2 separate regions of the Mus musculus genome follow, and region 2 is linked to region 1. Evidence: chromatin contacts called from public Hi-C data. All regions are on one chromosome and are shown on one strand. The core of a region is the stretch at or near the end of the contact, and the rest is flanking DNA. Distances in the headings are between cores, read along the strand shown. Region 1 overlaps Gm41323 (a long non-coding RNA gene). Region 2 overlaps Samd12 (sterile alpha motif domain containing 12).

What was found. Hi-C and Micro-C count contacts between places; a contact is called where the count stands out from the background.
Region 2: a Hi-C map of adipose-derived mesenchymal stem cells shows a contact between it and region 1, with 1.9 times the contacts expected there. The contact joins two enhancer-like sites. A contact is called at or near these places in 1 of 484 Hi-C or Micro-C datasets (adipose-derived mesenchymal stem cells) and 2 of 115 datasets of contacts at active chromatin or transcription factors (astrocytes and embryonic fibroblasts).

What each region holds. Positions count from the first base shown.
Region 1 is chr15:52,926,552-52,929,952 of GRCm38.p6, forward strand. All of the region lies in intron 2 of Gm41323 (a long non-coding RNA gene), which reads right to left. Among named protein-coding and RNA genes, the nearest start is that of Gm41323, 5.3 kb to the right of the region's middle. Within about 2 kb of position 2,005, at least 58 of the 459 cell types and tissues checked have an H3K27ac peak or open chromatin away from gene starts, as enhancers often do. A contact at or near this core is called in adipose-derived mesenchymal stem cells and embryonic fibroblasts, where this site is marked.
Region 2 is chr15:53,541,107-53,544,674 of GRCm38.p6, forward strand. All of the region lies in intron 4 of Samd12 (sterile alpha motif domain containing 12), which reads right to left. Among named protein-coding and RNA genes, the nearest start is that of Gm23200, 70 kb to the right of the region's middle. Within about 2 kb of position 2,010, at least 22 of the 459 cell types and tissues checked have an H3K27ac peak or open chromatin away from gene starts, as enhancers often do. A contact at or near this core is called in adipose-derived mesenchymal stem cells and embryonic fibroblasts, where this site is marked.

The sequences.
Region 1 (3,401 bases), core at 755-3,254:
CATAAGAAAATATCACTCTCAGCCTTAAAGAATTTTCTCTTTACTGAATGATAGTGAATACGAAGGTTAATGATGATGTTAGTAGTCAAAAATGACCAACAGTCCAGTGCTTAGCTCTAAACAGTGCATATATGCATACATGTATACATACTATGCCCTCTAAGGCTTAGGGAAAATTAAAGAATAGGGTGAAAAAGAACGATAGATAAATAGATCAATAAATAAATAAATAAATATTTTTTTAAATATTTAAAAGTGGCAAAAGTTACTGAAAATGCCTTCTGTGCATAGCACCACCGTTGTATCATGTTCCCATGGTAACTGAAGTTGATAGCCCTGAGCCTGTCATGGGTTTGGGGAGGGACTCATGGAACCCTTTCTCTCCTTGTTGAACGATTGATTACTGGTAAAGGGACCATCATTGTCTTTAGTTGAGTACCCAGGTAAGCCTACCAGGATTTTATGGATAGTTCCAAATCACAGTCACACAACACAGCCCTGGTTACACTTATTGGGACACACAAAAAAGAAAAGCAAAAAGCCATGGCTGTGAAAAGGGGACCTGTATGGGAAATCACATGCTGACTGGGGTAGAAGGTAGACAGGAGAAAATAGGAGTGAAGGTAATATTAAAAAATTCTAAAGCCAGGCAGTGGTAAGGTATGCCTTTAATCCCAGCACTTGGGAGGCAGAGGCAGGCAGATTTCTGAGTTCAATGTCAGCCTGGTCTACAGAGTGAGTTCCAGGACAGCCAGGGCTACACAAAGAGAAACCCTGTCTCAAAAAAAAACAAAAAAGAAAGAAAGAAAGGAAGGAAGGAAGGGAGGGAGGGAGGGAGGGAGGGAGGGAGGGAGGGAGGGAGGGAGGGAGGGAGGGAAAGAGAAATTCTAAACATATTTTTAAAGTTATAGAAATATATTTGTAGCATAATGCTAATTTAAGTGGTACTATTCTAAGGCATATGAATATGCTTTCAGAGATCTTTCCCAAACCTTGTATTATCAAATGTTTGGCTAAAAATTCTTAACTGTTATTTTTAATTGCATTTATTTTCTTAATTGTATAGTATGTTCAAGGGTCTATACTTGGAGACAAGTCCATCAAAGGTCTAGAACTCAAATTAACTCAAATTTGGTCAAAAAATGCCTGCCCTATAGAATTGTCAGTGGGACTCCAACACATGGCTCTTTTGTACTTTTGGCTTTCTTCTTGAGGATAGAAGAACAATTGGCTTGCTCTGAGATAGCACTGGTAAGAGGTTTGTAAAGGGAGGGCCAAATCCTATAATAGAATTGTGTATGGTTTGGTGAAATAATAATAAAGACTGTGATATTGAAATAGGCACAGCAAAGAAAAGTGATAAGATCCATTAGTAATGTCTGCCATGAAGTTACTGGTTGCAGGCAACAACATGGAGAATGTTCTTATTATGGAGTCATTATTTCCTCTCTACCCTTCTAGCTCTAAAGCTCTGCAAGTGTTTTACTTTTTGACGATACCATTTAATTCATCTCAATTTACAGAAGACATGTATTAAGCTAATACCTAGTGAAATGGTGACATTGCTTCATTCCATGCCTTTCTGCCCCTCTCTATCACACAAAGCTATCAAGAAGTTCACAACGAATCACTTTTGAAAGGACAGCCTTTCAAATGGTTTGGTATAGTCTCGATTCTGCCTTTTTATCATTGGAATTTAGCTCAGGCTTTTAAAGACACTTTACCTTACCATCAGAATATTATTTCAATAACTCATTTCCTGGAGATGTTTGAAACATGGTTAATTATTGTGGGAATTTAAATACAGTGTCAAAGTAAATGATAGCAGGATTCTCTGGTCAGGCTCAAGGTTACAGGCAACCACATTACCCAACTATAGAGAAACATAATCATTCCTTTTCCCACAGATAACGAAGGTCTTCCTGTCATCCTACAGGAATCCCATTCCCTTCTCCTAGAGTGTAACCAGACACTTGGCCACAAAGAATAACACTCTTCTGCTTGGCTTGGCCTCAGGGTAATCAGTCAAGGCTAGGCAAGGCCAACAACCCCCAATGCTACAGTAACCACAGAAACCACACAGAACTTGGGTGGAACACGTGGTCTAGACAGTCATCATTTTCAACACAGGGAGATGAAGTCACACAGACTTTTCTCTCCTGAAAATAAAATGTTGAAATACAGCATTAGAAGCAAATGTTCTCCCAGAGGAGAAATGTTACCTTGAGAAGACAAGAGTCCATTCTAGATCCCCGGGTAAGAAAAAGCAAGCCTAATGGGACAGATTGCTGAAACGTATGACAAACCAGAATGTCCCAGTCTCACAGAAGGTAAAGGCAATGGGAAACTACAGGGGGAAAGATATTGTCATCTGAAAAAAATTTTTCCCAAAAGAAATACTGAATCACCCTAGTCCTGGAAGAGTGGGGACCCCCAGAGTTAGAGAAATAATAAACATTGAAATAAAAAGCATTGAAAAAAAAACTCCTGTCTGCAAGCATAATAGAGTATCATTAATAGTGTTAGGGATTGGTGCTTGCCCATGGGATGGGTCTCAAATTGGACCAGATATTGGTTGGTCATTCCCTCAGTCTCTGCTTTATCCCCCATGCCTGCAATTCTTGTAGACAGGATAAATTTGGAGTTGAAAGATTTGTGGGTAGGTTGGTGCCTCTATTGCTACACTGGGGTTCCTGTCTGGCTACAGGAGGTAGTCTCTTCAGGGTCCATATCCCCAATGCAGTGAGTCACAGCTAAGGTCACCACCATCGATTCTTGGGTGCTTCTCTTATCACAGGCCTCTATCTCATCCTGGAAATGCCCCCACCTCCTCACCCACATCAGTTTCAGGTTTCCATTCATTTTTATGGCCATCTAGTCATCTCTCCTGTCCTTTCTCACACTTGATCCTGAATCCCCCATCCCCCTCCCCATAAGCCCTCCCTCCTAGTTCCCTCCCTCTATTTGCCTCTTACAACTATTTTATCCCCCTTTTTAAGTGAGATTCAAGCTTCCTCACTTGGGCCTTCCTTCTTATTTAGTTCCTTGGGTCTGGGGAGTGTAACATGGTACCTGTATTTTAAGGCTAAGATCCACTATAAGTGAGTACATGCCATGCATGTCCTTTTGGGACTGGGCTACCTCACTCAGGATGATCCTCTCAGGTTCCATACATTTGCCTGTAAAATTCATGATGTCTTTGTTTTTTTAATAGCTGAATACTATTCCATTGTGTAGATGTAACACACATTCTTTAATCATTCTTTTTTTTAAATTTTTTTTATTAGGTATTTTCCTCATTTACATTTTCAATGCTATCCCAAAGGTCCCCCATCTTTAATCATTCTTAAGTTGAGGCTCCACCCAGCAGCCAACTCAGACAGATACAGATACCCACAGCC
Region 2 (3,568 bases), core at 760-3,259, 610 kb after region 1:
ACATAACCCATAGCAAATGAACAGACAAACAAAACAAAACCAGAAACAAACAAACAAACAAACAAAAAACAAGTGTGAGGAAGTGATAAGATAAACTACCGAAACCACGAGGATGCTAAGGGATTATTACATCAGTTGAAGATAACTACTGGGTAAGTTAAGGTCATAGAAGTTTCAAGCTTAAAACACATTGAGCAAGGATAAGCTTTTGTTTGATAAGAAGGCCTGGTGATTCAGGGTTGGAATTCAGGAATTCAGACTGGAGGGATGAAAGAAAGGACTAAAACTATTTTTTTAAAGTCATCTAAGTGGATCAGCTTTTGTGTAAGTCATTTCACTGAACTTTAAGGAGAAGTTCTGTGATGAGATAACTGATCAAGGTAGCTGCTTAGGCAATTGTCTTGAGAGATGTTTATCTCTCACTGAGAGTTTATCTGTCACTCAGAGTAAAGGAGACCAGCTGGTCTTTGGATGAATCTTGAGAGATCAAATGATGGATGTTTTCAAACAGGTTGTTAGTGTATAGCCTTGAAGGAATGGAGTAGGCTTGTCCAAATCAGCAAACATTCAGGGCTCCTACTCTTTGCAACCAGCCGTGATAGGCAATGTAGACAACCCAGATGCATGACTGAGAAAACCTGCTCTCGTTAATTTGTTCTACAGAAACAGCATCATAAAAATGAATCATAAAATGCATCATAAAAAAGGTAGGGGCAGCTGACTTTCAAAATTTACAAAAAAGGAGAAAAAACAAAACAACAACAACAAAAAACAAGGACTAGATCCATGATCCCCAACAGTTTTGTGCCCAACATTGTGGTAGCATTTTACACGAGCTATTTAGTTTCCTCAACAACCAACAATCCACTTAGTGCTTATGGAATTACAGGATGATGCTTCACTTAATAAACTTTCCCCATTGTACAGAACACGTATTCTATTTCTTGGATTACATTTGAGGAAGTGATTTGCAAATCATTAAGTCAGCCTCTTTTTAAGGGCATTACATGGCATAAAGCTATGGTCCCCTTGGAAGTAGCAGGGTAGTTATAGAAAAATGCAAAGGAAAATAAAATAAGAAAAGTTAGCTACTAGTGACACAAGCAAAAACGCAAATAGTTAAGTGATGACTCATGGCATGTAACACTGGAAGTTTTCTGGAAATGATGCTTTCTAAGGGGAGACAGAAAAGTACACAAGAATGAATACATGTTCTGTCTGCATTCCTAATGATGATGCTGTTTGGTACATTATGAGAGATCATAAAATTACTATAAGAAATAGCTTAAATAATAAATGCCTGAGCATCTATTACTAGCTTAGCAAACTGAAAATTCAACAGGAGCATGGCCCCTCACGATGCTACTCCTAAATGGAAATAAGATTTGGAACAGTGTTAGTTTTTGACAGTTACATATGTACTTCAAAAAATAGGAACACACTTTCATTGATAAACTTTAGTACATTTCAATAAAATTGAATGATAAAATGCATATGTGTTTTGTGGTTGGCTTTTGGCTTATGCCTTTGGTCATGTGATACAGTCATTTTTTTTTTTTTTTGTCTAGTTGCATTGGAAGATATTTTATAAAGACATCACAGTTGATGTACAAATAAAAAAAGTTAATTGGGTAATTTCCAATTTTCTACTATTAAAATAAAAGCTACCACAAATGTTCTTATGCCTATGTTCTGGTATGCAAATTATTCTCTAGCTCATATTTCTCTAGGCTGAAACCTCTATAAGTTGGATGAGTCGATGTGGGGAAATCCTGATTCTATTTCTAATTTTAAAGAGATTTTTAATCATTCTTCATCAAGTATGACTTCATCTTTCACCTTTCTTTGTATCAAGTTTATTCTGTTGCTATGATAAAACATCTAGCCAAAACCAACAAGGAGACAGAAGGGTTTGTTTGAGTTACATTTCCAAATCACAGTCCATCACTATGGGAGGCCATGGCACAAAATCAAGTATTTCAGTTAGAGTTACTACTGTTGTGATGAAACAACTTGACCGATGCAACTTGGGGAGGAAAAGGTTTAGTTGGCTTAAGTTTCCACACTGCTCATCACTGAAGAAAGTCTGGACAAGAACTCAACCAAGGCATGAAACAGGAGGAAGAAACTAACGCTGAGGTCATGGAGCAGTGCTGCTTCCTGACTCGCTCCTCTTTTGGAACCCAGGATCAACAGCAGTTTAGGCATAGCACCACTGATAATGGGCTGGGCCTTCTCCTTTCAGTTAGTAACTAACAAAATGCCCTATATGCTTCCCTATGGGTAGATCTTAGGGAAGCATTTTCTCAACCGAGGTTCCCTCCTCTCAGATGAGTATAGGTAGTATCAAGTTGACAAAAAACCTATCCAACCCATTGAGGCAGGAAGCTGGAGGCTAGAACCATGGAAATGTTGCTTACTGGTTGGCTCTCTGGCCCATGTTCTGTTAGCTTTCTTATACAGCCCAGCTCCCTTGCCTAGGGATGGTGCCGCCCACATTAGGCTGGTTCCTCCTTCATCCATAATCAATCAAGACAAGCTCTCACAGACATGCCTGCAGGTCAATCTGACGGAAGAAATACTTCAGTTGAAGTTCTCTCTTCTTAAGTGACTCATCTAACCAGGACACCAGATTGCTATATTAAGAGAATTCCATTCCATTCCATTATTAAGAATTAACTTTTTCGAGACAGGGTTAAGAAGTCTTAAAATAAGGAATATTTGTAGAATTTTACTGAATGAGTGTTTGGTATCTATGGAGATGATATGTTTTTCCTTTTATGACGTTGTACAGTGACTTGTATTAGTTTCTTAATTCTGAACTTACTTTGTCTCCAGGGTTCACTCTAAATCTACAATGTCTAATTTTAAAATTTTCTTTTGGTGATGGTATATGTTTTTCATTAAAAACATTTCTTTCTTCATGTGTGCATCTGCACATATTTGTGTGGCTGTAGGCTCCCCTGGCCCAGGATGTGGTCCTATTCGTGAGAGCTGGAGTCACGAGCATGTCTGATACTTGGCTTGCTATATAGGTGCTGGGCACACACAGCAGCCCCCACAGCTGCACAGCAAGCCCTATGTGGTGAGTTATCTCTCCAGCATCAATTTGATTTTATTATACTATGTCAAATTTTGGACCCAAGATTGATACTGCTTTTATAGAATTAATTTGGGAATATCCTTTTGTCTTTTCTTGTCTAAGAGAACTGATATATTTTTGACATGAATAACTGGAAGAACTTTCATATACAACCATTCAGTTTAGTACTTTCCAGTGGGGAATAGTTTATCAACAGTTTTCTTTCTTCAATTCTTATGGGCTCATTTGGGTTTCCTTGATTTTCTTAAATTAGTTTTGATGATCTGTATATGGTTGTGTATTGTTTGTTCATCTAAAATTTCAAATTATTTGCATGGAGTAGTTTAAACAACTGCTTTTAAAATCTGATAACTTCTCATTCATATATAACTATAGACACTTTTATATCTTTTGTGTTATTTGTAAATTTCATCTCTTTTTGACATTTAGCCAATATGTTATTGTAACTGATCAACTTTTTGCCTT